Linked DNA regions of Mus musculus: region 1 is linked to region 2. The links are chromatin contacts, called in public promoter capture Hi-C maps. All regions are on one chromosome and are shown on one strand. The core of a region is the stretch at or near the end of the contact, and the rest is flanking DNA. Distances in the headings are between cores, read along the strand shown. Region 1 holds the start of Rp1l1 (retinitis pigmentosa 1 homolog like 1). Region 2 holds the start of Sox7 (SRY (sex determining region Y)-box 7).

Region 1 (7,669 bases), core at 4,843-7,342, 49 kb before region 2:
CTACATCCTGATCCATAAGCCGAAAAAGAAGAGGGAGTGGGTCTTCATGAGCTTTTGAAATCTTAAAGCTGAACACCCGCCCCCCCCCCCAAACCCGGTGACACACTTTCTCCAACAAGGTCCCACCTCCTAATCCTTCTCAAATAGTGTCACTCCCTAAGGCTAAGCCTTCAAATATATGAGCCCATTCTTGTTCATGGGAGCCATGCTTATTCAAACCTCCGCAATCTCCTCAAGGAACAGCCTTAGACTAGGAGGTCACTCCAACAGAGGGAGCCTGACCCTGGGTCTCCCCTTGCAGGGCAGTAAACATCCATGGACCGTCCCCATGCGTAGACAGTCCCCAGGAGCTGCAAAGAACAGCAGAATGGAGTGGTGCTTCCTTCAGAAAGCCCTGAACAATTTGTTCCACTGTCCATGGACTCGCCGTGATGGTTGTGGCTCCTCCCTTTGCTTCCCTGCTCCTTGCCCTCCCTCTACAGGGATTTATGGTGAGGACAGCCAAGAAGCTGTGTCCTTCTAAGCTCCTCCTCAATTGGTGTCCTAGAACCTGCCTGTGTATAGCTGAGAGCCTGTGGCTCTTGCTGTACTCTGGGTAACTGTGTGGTTTGCAAATGTGCCACCTCTAATCCCTGTCCCTGTCTCCTCTCAGGGCTGTCTGAGCCCGTGCAGAGACAGGGATGAAAGGCTTGGTTCATTCTCTTCCTTAGGACTCATTCCTCTGATTCATTCTCTGTGGAGTCACAAGGCTCTGACGGAAGCAAAACAAAATCAGATCATCGACATGCCTGGCCTTCTCAAACTACCATCTATATACAGCCCATTTGGGGCTGGGAAGATGGCTTAGTGGGTAAAGTCCTTGCCTTGTAAGCATGACATGAATTACATTCCTAGAACCTTTGTTTAAAAAATATATAAAAATAAATCAAAATGTAGAAGACTGATTATTGTAATGTGTACTTATAATCCCAGCCCTGGGGATGTAGAGACAGGAAGACCCAGGGGCTGAACAGCCAACCTAGCCCACTTGGAAAGTCAACTATAGCTACCCAGAAAGTGCTGGATCTAAGAAGAAATAGGACGCACCGTGGGATCCCAGCAGTCCTCCTGTGTTTTCCCTGGTCCAGGACTTCACCATAGCCAGTAAGTTCAGTGGGCTGTGTCTTGTTCTGACCCACAGGGATCAGGCCTGCCCCTCCAGCAAGACTGCCTACTGAGATGCTGGCCAGGGATCTCAACATACTCATGAAAAGAGGCTTGTAAGAGCATGCTAAGTCCTTCTCGGGCTGTGCCTCCTGAGCCAAGAAGAGCTTGAGATACATGAAATGATCCACCTTCAGGTAAATGCTGAGGGGGACTGGAGGGTGGGTGGACAGGTGATCACCTCCCCTCAGTCATTCCTGCACCACCTTGTCTTGGAGTGTCCTGTGGCTCATGGGTCTCTTCCCACCCAGGGGCTGAGTATAGAATAGCCCAAGCCACTGTGTTATTCCATTCCCCATATTTCAGGGCATGTGACAGAACCCTAGCCAAATGAGAAAAATCTAAGAAAGCTTTTTCATCCATTAAAGGCATGTTGATAGGCCACTCATCTCATCTTGCCTTTGGATGCTGTCCTGTGTGCAGATGATGCTTGGTGCAGCTGCAACCACAATGTAACCATGAGGAGGAAGTCAGGACTTTAGAGTCGTTATCATCAAGTGAGTTAGTCAACCATACCTACGGAATTTCTGTTAGATGAGCCAAAAAGTCTCATTTTCTTAAATCCACTTTTATCACAGAACCCTTTATCTTGTATCCAGGAGCACCTTAACTGGTAACTGTGGCCCCAAATGCAGCTTGGACCTGAAGGTCAACATGACCATGAGCATCCACAGAAGGTGCAACATCGTTTTACCCTGCCCACATCCACGGTGACTAGCTGTGTTATGACTGAAGCTGGCACGTGGGATGCCCCATCAGGCATCCTGTCACAATAAGGTGAGGAAATGGAGGATTAGGGAAGCCAAGGAACAGGACTTGGTAGCTCTTTGTGTTTCACAATGGGCTTTTCTGTAGAACACTTGGCTTAATCTTTATAAAAATAACCCAGTATCCTCACTTTATAAGTAAGGTGAAGCTGAAGGAGGTGCCAAGCCAGCTAATTTGACATGTCAAGATGGTTATTTGACATTTCATAGGTCACAGGGTGCTTTGAGAATGTGCGTAGTTATTCCTTGGAGAGAACCGTCTAGTCTGAAGGACGAAGGTGTGGATGTGAGGGAGACTCAGCTCGCTTGGCTAAATATCAATACACCCAGATCAGTCCTCAGACTTCTCAGCCTCAGTACCTCTTCCTTGGTGACAGGCTTCTCAAAGGCACAAATTAGCATATAGCCCAGACTTCCTGGATCAGAAGCTCTAGGTCAGAAGTTCTCAACCTTCCTAGCACTGTCGCCCTTTAATACATACAGATCTTCAGTTGCGACTCTGAGACAGAGAACCCCTGCTTTAGAGTGAGGGCAGTGCGTAGAGCCCGGTGAGGTGCCTTCGACCCCAACCTCCAGTGGATAACAGTGTAAACTTGAATTTGAGAAGCGTGGCTTTGCACCCAACTGTTTTCTCCTAACTAGAATTTCCTCACCAGGTGAGCCGCAGACCACGAGCAAGACTGAGTACTTCCCAGGGCTGCAGACAGATGGCAAAGAAAACAAAGAGTGTGTCCAGCCACAAAGGAAAAGAAGGCAGCCGGCAGTCACGCTGAGCAGCCCAGACTGTTTGGTCCCGAAGCAGGGACCCATGCTAAATGAGACTGCTTCTCAGACTAAAGGAAGTGTCTTTGATCTAAAAGTAAGGACAGTCCTGTGGGGGCCACGTGGGTGACTCACATCATTGCTTGTGCATTATTGCAACACAAACATCTGACAGAAGGGACTGAAAGGAGGAAAGATGTCTTTGTCTCGTATTTCTGAGAGACTTGTTTATGTTCATGGGGGCTGTGGTGAAGAAGGCGTGGTGGCCCTAGGAGCAGACCTGTCCATGGTGGTATGGGTATGTGCTAGAAGACAGAAAGTACACATTGCAGTTGCCCTGGAAGCCAAGAAGTCACCAAAGGTGGGCCACACTATAACCTTTAAAAGGTTCATCCCTAGTGACCTACTTCCGTCAGCTAGATCCTTCCTCCTAAAGGTGCCATGACCTTCAAAACATTTGCACAAACTAGAGAGCAAGGGTTCAGTCATGAGCCTGTGGGGGGCATTGCCAATTTAGACCATGACTCTCAGTCACAGAACATAGCATCCCCCCAGCTCACAGTGTGGTGGTAGTCAGTATCGATCACACCCATCAGAGCCATAGAGCACCCAGAAACTGGGTCACAGTGTCAGCATGAAAGATAGGGGTTGGGGTAAGTGGGGGGGGGGGGAGATGTCTACAGTCACCTACCCTGTGCCAGACACCCAGGTAAGTGATCTTATCTTAGCTTCCTACTGGAACCCTCAGTTCCTAGGGCCTTAGGGAATTTAAGCCTCTGAAAGATGAAAGGGCTCAGTCAAGGCCCCTGCAGCTGTTGAGTAAAATACTAATTTGCTCTCCTCTGGGTTCTGAGTTCTTTGAGCAACCTCACCTCATATTCATCAGAGTGTATCAGGAAATCAGGCTCCACAGAGAAGCCCACATAGCAATGCCGACATCCAGTCTGCAGCTGTGGCTGGCCCCTGACCAGGGCTCTTTGGCCTTATTGCTTCTGCAGCCTTCTGCTTACCTCTTGACTCACCTGTCTCTCGCTCTGGTGGCCAGGGACTTCCCACTCACTGTCCCTGCCTCACAGCCTAGCCAAGCTCTGAACGCAGCTGGTGCCCAGCTAATGTCTACATGTGATGTTTTCAGAGACGCTGGGTGAAGGCCCTTATCTTTTGGGAATGGTGACATTAAAAAAATAAAAAGGATGCATATGGTCTCCATGAGTCCCCAAGGCCCCAGGCCATGCCTAACCAAGTGAACCCCAGATCTGAGGCAGGTGAAAGCCCTTTTGGTTGCAGAGGGGTTGAGCTGTGTCTGCCCAGGATCTCCTGCAGGCTGCAGGGTGCTTGCTCAAGAACTCCTGCTGACAGACTGATTTACTGACTAATTTATGTGACATACTTATGGAGTGACACAGGTCTCCTGGAAGGAGTTCAGAGGAAAGCAGCCATGATGATTAAAGGATTGGAAAGTGGGTTCTTTGGGGAAAGATTCTGAGGACTGGGTCATGGGGATTGAAGGTACCATGGCCTCCTTTAGGCTACCCCTCATTCTTTACCACGTAGACCAAAGCCCAGAGAACAGAGCACTCCCCAGCCAGCCAAAGCAGGGTCCCACATGTGACTGATAGGCCACAGGTCCGCTGCCATATCAGCTTTTCCTATTAAACATATACACACATGAGCACTCCATCACATGCACGAACATGTCATACCCATGCTTACATGATTGCCTGGATATACGCCCACATGCAAACCTTTCTCTCCCTCCCTCCCTCCCTCTGTCTGTCTCAAACACACGCACACGCACACACGCACACACGCACACTCGCACACACACACACACACACACACACACACACACACACACACACACACCCCAGTACACTGAGGTGCTGAGAATGACAGATAGCTCTTGTCTCCTGGGTTAAGAAAGCTAGCAGGCCTGTCTGAGGTCATTCTGATTTGTAAGAGGATTTTTAGAAGTCTCTTCTCTAAGAGGGTAAATACAGATCCAATCACACTCCCTCGAGAAGTGGGGGTAGAGTCCCCACTTTCTGTCTGCATGCATTTGTGAGCATACACCTTCCTAAGGGTTGAGTTGCAACCTTCCTCAGGGGTTCAGCCGTAGTTGTGTCATGATGAGGCAGTGGCTTATGCCTCTCACCTTTCTCTCATCACTACGTAGCAGTTATGAAGGGTGGGGGTTTCCCCTTCCTCCGTGGAGAGAGCTTTCAGTGCTCAGTGAGAGGGATACAGGGTGTGGCCCCCATGAGAAAGTTGAAGCTCAGGTTCAGAAACAGTGATGACCATGCTGGAGCTGGTCTGAGGAACCCAGACTCAGCATGAACCCTCGCTCACTGGCCTTGTGACCTTCACAGCACCTACTGCCCCACCCTTGGCTTCCCCGTCACTGAACCTGGCCCAGGGGAGTGGCACTATCCCCACCCTCTCCAGGAGTCCTTGGTTGTGAAGAATCCTCAGTCTGACTCTGGGGTCCTTCTAGTACCTAATCTCTTTGCATATTGGTTACTTCTTTAGGAATGAACAAAAGATTCAAACCCTGAGGCTAGTCTAGAAGATTCCATAAGGTCATACCCAGAGTCCTTGAAGCCCTTTTCCTCCTTTCTTTTTTTGCCAGCTTAGGGCATTGTGTATGCAAGGCAAGCCCTCTACTACTGAGCCCCAGTTCCCCCAGGCCCTTTTTCGACACTCTCTATTCACCCGGGTTCTGTGTGGGGTCTACATCTTCTGAGAAGCAAACTGGCCCCATTTCTGGGTACCAGCCCCACCTGGACATCCTCACTCCTGCAGGGCCAGCTGATACCCCCTCCTTCCACTGTGGGACCCTAGTGTCCTGGGAAGGAATTTTCCTCTCGCTGGCTCCAGCGACTGCATCATTCCCCCTGCAGGTCCAGGTGGGAGGACCGGACAGGCTGCAGCACTGACACCCATAAATCAACTGGCAGGAACCTGAAACTCAGCTGCTGTAACAGCACCGTGTTTCAACATGATCAGCTCCCAGCTCAGCAGGCAGAGGGGAGGCAGTGGGGCCTTGTGTCGCCATCAGCATCTGCAGCAGAAAAGCCTCCCCATTTTCTAGGACTTCCCAGAGTCAGTCTTCCTACCCACCAACCTCGCAGTGGCTCACCTCACAGGTGGGCACCCACTCACCGTCCTCCAGGGAGCACTTGGGCATGGCTTGGCTTTCTGAGCCCGGGGAACGGCTAATCAAGGTCAGGCTGAGGCAGATGCTGACCTCCCCACTGGTTTTTTGATGGGCTCTCTGGACATGCCTCTGGACGGTCTTCGGTGGCTTCCAGAACTCTCTGCCCAGCCACCGGCCCTCTCACATGGAGGACTCACCACCTCAGCAGCTTCCAAGAGAGCTGGATTATAAGGAGCCCAAGAGGATTAGTGGGGTTCACCATCTGCAGGGAGAATAATTAGCTTTGTGCAGTTGCACAAATGGCTTCTGGCCCTCGGCCTGAGAGGAGGTTTGTGAGGATAGCAGAATGTTGCTGTGTGTTCACAAGGAGCCTTCAAGCACCAGGGGTCCCTATTTGACTCCAGCCCTAGCAGTGGCCACAGCTCTGGTGATGCACAAGTTGGAGGACTAAGAGGGAAGAGGGGAGTTGTAGGACACCAGCCCAAGGCGGGCTGGCAAAGAAACAGGAGGCAGCATATGGGACGGTGTGATGGGAGATCTTGATTATTTACTTAGTGGAGTGTAGAATCATCATGGAAACAACCTCTGGGCATGTTCGTGAGAGAGTTTCTGGATAGAGTTTATTAAGGTTGGAAATCCCATCCTAAATGTGGGTGGCACTATTCCACGGGCTGGGGCTCTGGGCTTGTTTCCCTTAAGCCTTCCCTACTATGACAGACATTATATTCAAACTATGAGCCCAAATAAATCCTTCCTTCCCTCCCTGATTGCTTTTCTCAGGTATTGGGGGACCTCTCACCTGCTCCTCCCTCCGCCAGCTGACATCTGGCTTCCCCACTGAAGGCTCCCATTACTCACTTCAGACCAAGTCGGCCATATTGGTTGTCTGTTGACCACACCTGTGGGGACATGATAGAAGCCTGGAACAATCAGATCCACTCTCTCTGAAGACGAAACAAACTCGGCTTTGCAAAAATGTCCCAGTTTAGGTCCATGGTTGCCAGGAAGAAGGGGGTGAACTGTGACCTGCACCTCATACTCTGCTCAGCGGAGAGAAAGAGCCACCTGTGAGAATTCCTGGTGATGTCACCTTTGAGAGGCAGAAGCTGAGCAGCCATGCATTCACTCCAGCCAGGTCATTTCAACAATGAAATCAAGGAGGGCTTCCTTCTGGGTGACAGGGACATCGTGTCATCCCTGTGATCAAATGGGCATAGATGTGATCAACGTGGGGGGGGGGGTTGTCACTCATACTGTGCTGGCTGGGTTAACCTGAAGCATTTTGCTAAGTTACAGAAAAGATTTTTAGATCTCATAGGCTTTAGCTGTGATTCTTCCAAAACATGAACAAGAAGAAGGAGGCTCAGTCTGCACCTGCTTGTTTCACGTCTACCTACTGAACTTCTCCAAAGTATGCAAGGCCACTGGTATCTAAGAATGCTATTCTAGAGAGCCACAGCAACAGTCACAAAGTCACTGTACACAGAGAGAAAAAACAAAACCACTGAAGTCAAGTGTGATGGTTTGAATATGCTTGGCCTATAGAAAGTGACACCACTAGGAGGTGTGGACTTGTTAGAATAAGTGTGGTCTGGAGGAAGTAAGCCACTGTGGGAGCAGACTTGGAGGTCCTATTCTTAAGCTCCACCTAGTTCTGAAGAGACCCTCCTCCTGGCTGCCCGTAGAAGAGAATCTCCTTCTGCCTGCCCTTCAGATCAAGATGTAGAACTCTTGGCTCCTCCAGCACCAAGTCTATGTGCATGCTGCCATGCTTCCCACC
Region 2 (7,160 bases), core at 3,890-6,389:
AGCCGACAAAACACATTTAAAGGGACAGAAGGAGCGCTGGATCCTGGCTTTTGACCGGAAGGCTCTGGAACAGCAGTTTTGACCTCTTGCCACCAAGGAGTGGCATCGCCACAGTTTCTGCTCAGCTCAGTGCTTCATAGGGAGGAGGGGATGGCAGGGCTGGGCCAGGCTCCATTCCTCCAGCTCTATGACACACTGTAGCTGTTGTAATACGTGGCCGTGGCATCAGCCAGGACTGAGATGAGGCTGGTCTCTGTAGGGCCTGTGGGAGTCCCCTGGGAGAGCGGGACATGCCCAGTGAGGGTTCCAACCCCTGCAGCAGAGTCAGGGTGGCCGGGAGTGTTCAAATACTGATCAAATTCATTGCGATCCATGTCTCCCAGAAGTTCCACCTGGCTTAGCTGATCCAAGGTGTCAAAGCCAGGGTGCTCCGGAGGTGGGGACAGCTGGCCCAGGTGGGCCTGGAGGTTGGGGTGGAGAGGGTGGTAGGTGGCATGGGAGTAATAGGCTGGAGATGGGGGACATCCAGAAACAGAGGACATCATAGAAACCCCTGGGGATTGGCCAAGGGCTAAAGAACCTAGAGGGTGGCTGCAGTGGAGGGGACTAGGTGTGAACTCCGGTGAGTAAGGGGGCCCTGGTAGATGGGGGAGGTGATGGGGGTGACCATGCTCCTCCTGACATGAGGACGAGAAGAAGGTCTGCTCTGGCTCCAGCGCATCCAGGGGCGACATCTCCGGAGGTGTGGGCAGCCCGTAGGGATACGTGTCCACACTGCCAGGGGCAGCAGCTGCACCTTCGCGGTAGCAGCTGTGCAGTCCAGGCAAGGTGGCCCCTGGGGAGTACTCACCCCTGTCCTCCTTCTCCCCCCTGCCAATGCCGTTTTTCTCAGGCAGCGTGTTCTGGTCACGAGAGAGGGAGCTGAGGAGGAAGCCAGGGTCCACGCGCTTGCAGAGGCGCTTGCCTTGTTTCTTCCTGCGGGGCCGGTACTTGTAGTTGGGGTAATCCTGCATGTGCTGCAGGCGCAGCCGCTCTGCCTCATCCACATAGGGTCTCTTCTGGGACAGTGTCAGCGCCTTCCATGACTTTCCTGATCACACAAACCAGAAAAAGGCATGCTCAGACTCCAAAGTGCTGGTTCAGCCTCCGCACCTGCTTCAGCCTCCTGCTTCTTAGCATCCCATTGCTGATCTCTGACCCCTACCCCACCCACTGGACCCCTCTCACAGCCACAAAGGACACCGCCTGCCTCTAGGCTCTTTTCATCCCAGATCACACACGCACTGAAGGGACTGGACCAACTCTTCCTGTTTGCATCGCACAATGTTGGAGAAAAGTGCTTAGAAATCATCATCTCACCCCAACCCACCAGATGTGGCAACCATTCCAAACCGTGAGAGTCCCAGGGAAGTCCTACCCGACCTAATCATCAGCAACAGAAAAAAAAATCTAAAGACTGTAATATTGACTAGGGTCCTTAAATCCTTTAGGGGTCAGTTGTGTTTATTTGTGCGTTTTAATGAAAGTTCCCTGCCACTTATGAAGGGATGTCATCCTGTTTAGTAATGTATATCTCTCATGTCTCTTAAGTGCGGTAACCCAGCTTCAGCCAATCGTGTCATCAAGAAGTAGATTAGAGAATTAGTAATTAGAGAGTAATTAGAGAATTAGAGAATTAGGGCTCATAAATAACTATTCCTCACCTCTGAGGGTCAAATAGACACTGCTATGGAAAGATATAGGAATAGCCTAGAAGCTAATATTTACACACACAGAGAGAGAGAGAGAGAGAGAGAGACAGAGAGAGAGACAGAGAGAGACAGAGAGACAGAGACAGAGAGACAGAGACAGACAGAGAAACAGAGACAGAGACACACGCACGTATGTGTGTGCACTACCACTTTCTCTCGTGGAGTTAGGACTTTCTGACCATAGCAGGACAGTTTCTCAGCCACAGCTTTCCACAGAGGCAAGCTCCTTAACTGCCCCCTGGTCTCCGTCTTTCTGACTATAACAGGTGCTGTTTCCAATGCAGGGCTCGGTTCTCCCTTTTAGGAGTCTCCTCTCTGTGTATCCCCACCAGTGTTAAAATGCTGCTTGTACTTGGTTTTCTATTCACCATACCCTACCAGTCTGTCCCTTTGCAATCACAAGCCACCTTGGTACACCACTTCCATCTTTCAATGGAACGCAGCCCTGCTCCAGAGAGTTCCAAGGATCACTTACAGACCATTTAAACTGCTGCCGACTAAAACGGAGGTAGGCATCTGCAAATTTAGCATGCTCTCCCATGACTCTAATGTACCCTCAAGTTTCAGACCCTCTAGTGAAGAGGACGAGGCATCTGGCCGGATAAGCCCTGTAAGGAAAGAGAGCATGTCTCCCTACTGGGTACAATACACTTGTGGCTAAGCACAGGGTATGTACACCCTGCCCTGGTTTCTGCCCTTGCCCACACTGGCTGGTTCCATGGGTCAGGATATTATAGGACACTGAGTGCTCAGAGGCAGAAGCTACCAATATCTGCAATTGTTGCAATTAGTTGTCACTTAGAAGTATGTCTCGAAAAGTGTCCACAGCACCAGATGTAGAGATGGCACTAGTTTTGCAAGATGTCCAGAATCCAGACACACCGAGTGCTCTATCCGTGGCCTGACTATAAAATGTGGCTCTGGTCCCCAAACGTACCCAGATGCTCTAGACTTACTAAAACACGGTTTGCACTTTAAATCCTAACAAATGTCTAATTTGTGATACACTTTCTCATTTGTCATGTAGTAGGCACGCCTCAACGTATTCATGGTACACTAAAATAGTTCACTTTCTATTGCTAAAAATCCTTTACCTGGGTTTTAAGGTTGACGTTTGGGAAGCCTGCAGTAGCAAATGTTGGGAGTCTCTCATCTGTGCCTTCCCTCACATGGGCCAGAAAGAGAAGAAAGTTCTCAGGAAGGAGGAGTACAGGGGGGCTGCAGCTGCCCCTGCTAGCAGGCGCTGTGTGGTCTCTAACAAGCAGCAAAGAGCTGCTGTTTTCCCCTTGACCATTTTGAGCTGTACTGCTAAAGGAGGAAAGATAGTCTTTTCTGCAAGATGAACTGCACACTCAGAAAGCCTGCAGTTGTATTCCAGACAGAGTTAGTCCACAGGAAGGTTTGTCTCCCACATCTCTGTCCCTGTCCTCACCCCCCAAATAAGGCAGCCTGGATTCCTTTCCAGGTTCCCCACCCTTTTATCTCCACCAGGGCCTTCCTCAGAAACCTGGTAAAAAATAAAAAACATTCTCTCCCCAACTGGGACTGAACCACAGAGAGATTCATAAAATTCATTAAAAAAGAAAACAATATAAGCTTTCAGATAAAAAAAATGGTTGTAGATATTAGTCTATTTCTTGTTATGCTAATAGAATGGGGAATGTACAGGCTTATTATTTTGTTCGGAGGAAGGAGGCCCAACGGCAATGATCACCAATACACACTGGGTGGAGTTGGCCAAAGATTTGGATAAGAGGTGTTTGGAACCCCACAACTCTCACCAAGTGCTTTTTGGAGCCTCCAGACAGCCAGAGAGCTGGGCCATCTCTCTAGGCTCAGGCCTATTACCAGCAGAAAGCCAGCCCTCGATCTGTGACTCTGAAAGAGGAAAGAGCCCAGGCTCCTACGGAAAAGGGAAGGGCTTCCATCCCAGCGGGGTGGGGTCCAGTGGCCTGTATGCCTCTCCTGGCAGGCCTTGGTGCCCTCTGCAAACAAAATATTTTGAAGGGATCTTACTGGTTAAAATAAATAAGAACCACGTTGAAGGGTAAAGAGATTTGAAGTAAGGTAAGGTTGAAAGTTTTTTGGCTTTGAGACTAATTCAGTGGGTTAAGGCATTTTTTGCCACGAAGCCTGAAGATGTGAATGTCTAATTCCTAGAACCCACATGATGGCAAGAAAGAACTTACTCCCCACCTCCCAGATGTCTTCTGACTGCCCCCCACACACTCATGGTGGCACGAGTGTGCACGCATACACTCACTAACACAAACACATTTAATTAATACGTGTGTGTATAAGTGTGTGTGTGTGTGTGTGTGTGTGTGTGTGTGTGTGTGTGTGTAATGCATATATTAACCCACCCACCCCTGCTCTGAGTACTGGAGAGAATAGAAAATCCAACAAGAACGGGTTCCTTGGAACCGTTTTAGCATTTTCATCCCCAATTCTCTGGCCTGTCTGGTTCCAGTCAGGATTATCTGCGGACAGCACCATAGCTATAAGCAAGAAGCGATGGGATTCAAAGACCCTCTCTGGCTGCTCAAAATTTCTTTTCAAGTTATTTACACTTCTTCGATAAATAGATGAGCGAACCCAGCCTATTCGGGTGGACATCTTTTGTTGCTGATTTTCTTTTTCTTTCTGTTAAATAGTTAAAAATAGAGACGTTTCTCAGTGAGGCCTCAACTGACGTACGTTCGTTATCTTTTTCTCTGTGACAATATCTCTTTCTGATTTTCCCAGTCTACAACGTGAGGAGTGGAGTCTCCTCAGTCTTCCAGCAAACGCCGGTTCCGCCGATTCCACCCAGACTAAACGTATCTGCCCCTCTGAGTCCTTAAGCCCTAGTTCCAGTCCCCGGGACAGGCCGCGGGTCGCTCCTGCTCCTGAGACCGGAGTCTCAGCTCCGCGACCCAGAGTAGGGACCAGTCCGGAGCCCCGTGCTGTTCCTAAAGTTTCACTGGTTTCACCGGTTTCACCGTGGCCCGCTCAGGCCCTGGTGGTGTCTGTGTTCAAATCCCACCCCCACTCCCCACCTTTCCGAACAGCGTTGTCACCCGCGCCATCCTCGCAACAGCTTCGTGCCCCGCGCACTTACCCAGCATCTTGCTGAGCTCCGCGTTGTGCAGGTCCGGGTTCTGCACTGCCAGACGTTTCCTCTCATCCTTGGCCCACACCATGAAGGCATTCATGGGCCGCCGGATCCGGCTTTCCGAACTCTTGTCCCCTGAAGGTCGGGGGACGGCGGGCGGCGACAGCCCATCCGACAGCTCGGCTTCCAGGGCGGGACACTCCAGTCCCTCGGTCCACGGATAGGCGCCCAGCAGCGAGGCCATGGCCGAACGCGGGTCACTTGGCTTCGCCTCGTGGGGCCGGCGCTGACCTGGCCCTCGCTCAGGTCGCGACGTCCAACTTGGCCAGCAGCCTCGGGCTTGGCCCTTATTTATCAGCTTCGGGCCACCGGGTCCGCCAATGACTCTCTGGGGCGGCGCGGCCCCTCCCGGCTGCCCCGCCGCGGCGTCCCCGCTGCGACCTGCCGGCAGGGGGAGGGAGGGGCCGAGCCTGCCCCGGTGCCCGCCCCTGTCCGCCCCTCCGCCTCCCGAGCCTGCCCCGATCCCGCTCCGGTGCAGGTGCTGCAGGGCCAGGAGGAGCGCGCCCACGGCTCGAAGTCACCACTGCTTGGCGCAGGAGTCAGGTCCAGCCCCTGTTCCGTTGTTGGGCTGCCCTCCGCGCTGGGACCAGACTCCACCAAAACTCCCGCAAAGGAAAACCGAACTCAAACAGCTTACACCAGGATACTCGAGGAGGAGAGACACTATCAATATCCCTAGATCGGCCAAGTATGCTGTTGTGAACAGATCACACCCATGGCTTGGGTCATCTCGCCCCAGTAAACGTGGGCAGCCACCAAGGGTCTTAGGTGGATGTGGGATCCACCGGACTAGGGACTCGGCGCACTGACTTCCCTAAACTGGCACTGTGGATCTCTAGAGGGGTCGGGTTTTCTGCTATCCGATTTTCCTCTTCTTGTCTTTGCCCCCATCCCACTCTGCCTGCCGCTGACCCCGGCAGTCTGAGTCTGCATCTTCCTTGCTAGTAGCCCTTTTGCGGAATCCATTTCTGGTGCTTCTTCCGACTCTAGAGGAGCCGCTTTTCCGCTCCTATGTGTCCCAACTACTTCCTTACAGTGGAGCCTTCTCGGTTTCCCCGTATCCTGAATGAGCTGTGGACCGGGAACTTGAGACCCTAACGCACGCCGCGGCTGCTTTGGCGGTTACATCAGCGCCTACACACAGTAGGCATTCAAGAACTGCCGAATGAGTGAATGAACGAATGAGTGAAATAACGAGCCAACATGCTTTAGACACACCCCACTGTAGAAACACCGCAGGGGCGGGGGGCCTAGTTCCTGGAATTAGACCCACAAACATTTATGGCGCGCCACCCCATGTGGAGGCTCCACAGAGGCGACCTTCGAAAGAGGCAGAGTCTGAGCGGAAGACAGTGGTGTTGGGTGTGAGACTCTGTCTTGAGTTACTGAATGCGTGACAGCAAGTCCGGTATCTCCCAAGACCTTTCCTAATCCTAAAACCCGGCGATAAGGCTGATCTCACAGGCGGTGATGAGGTAAATACAGTGAGCTCTGGCTGTGTAATCTTTGATGGAGATGCCTCTCTAGTCTCAAAGTCCCTGTGAGGTGACTGAATTTGCTTACAACGTGCAAGGCGGCCAGTGCTGAGACGCTGTAAATGTCCGGAGAACTGCAACTTCTCCGACTTTAAGACCTAATTTTACCCTCAAGGACCCTAGATAAAATTCATCAGGGCATGTGCTTTCGGCATAAAATAGACTCGGGTCAGGGTCCAGCAACAGGGCTCTAAGGCCGGTGTCCCTTAAAGCCGGTGATCGCTGCCCCACCCCCCACCCCCACCCCCGCTACTGTGCAAAGCCAGGACAGCTACCAGCCAAAGGTGGTGCAGCAGGGAGCTAGTCTGGAAGAGGGTGTCCTGAGGTGCAGGCCGCAGAGCCATCAGGCACCATCCTAGACTGGAAGGTTTGCCCAGCATATCCAGAGGCAGAAGTCTCCATGGGGCTGTTGGGGGTGGGCGCTAGGCCATTTGCAGTGTTGTGCTTCACTGCCACGATTGCTCCCAGACATGCTTCTCCTTGAGAGGTATGGCTTTCTGAGAAAGAGGAACAGGACGACAATGGATCACAAGGGGCCACTAGTTTGACCCTAACTCTGCTCAAGGGACAGGTTGCTTTTAATGCAGCTTCAGAGAGGCCAGCGCCTGTTTGTGGAAATGCTGGGCTCACACAGTGCAGAACCGTTAGGGAAGACTGTAGATACCTTGGCAAACCCGGGGCAAAGAGAGGGGTCAGGCTCGGAGAATACAGGTTGGGAAA

Evidence for each region. Capture Hi-C pulls out chosen DNA fragments and counts their contacts.
Region 1: a contact with region 2 is called in a promoter capture Hi-C map of adipose tissue. The contact joins the promoter of Rp1l1 here to the promoter of Sox7 in region 2. A contact is called at or near these places in 4 of 39 promoter capture datasets (the 3T3-L1 cell line, the HPC-7 cell line, epiblast stem cells and 1 more), 1 of 15 datasets of contacts at CTCF or cohesin (the NIH/3T3 cell line), 2 of 484 Hi-C or Micro-C datasets (cerebral cortex and epidermal suprabasal cells), 7 of 115 datasets of contacts at active chromatin or transcription factors (cardiomyocytes, embryonic midbrain, embryonic stem cells and 2 more) and 4 of 9 other capture datasets (adipose tissue, embryonic stem cells, liver and 1 more).

What each region holds. Positions count from the first base shown.
Region 1 is chr14:63,990,854-63,998,522 of GRCm38.p6, reverse strand. It overlaps Rp1l1 (retinitis pigmentosa 1 homolog like 1), which reads right to left and starts at 6,092. Exons shown (of 4, transcript NM_146246.3): 1 at 5,895-6,092.
Region 2 is chr14:63,941,685-63,948,844 of GRCm38.p6, reverse strand. It overlaps Sox7 (SRY (sex determining region Y)-box 7), which reads right to left and starts at 5,139. Exons shown (of 2, transcript NM_011446.1): 1 at 4,852-5,139; 2 at 1-1,090. The coding sequence starts at 5,089. The coding sequence ends at 186.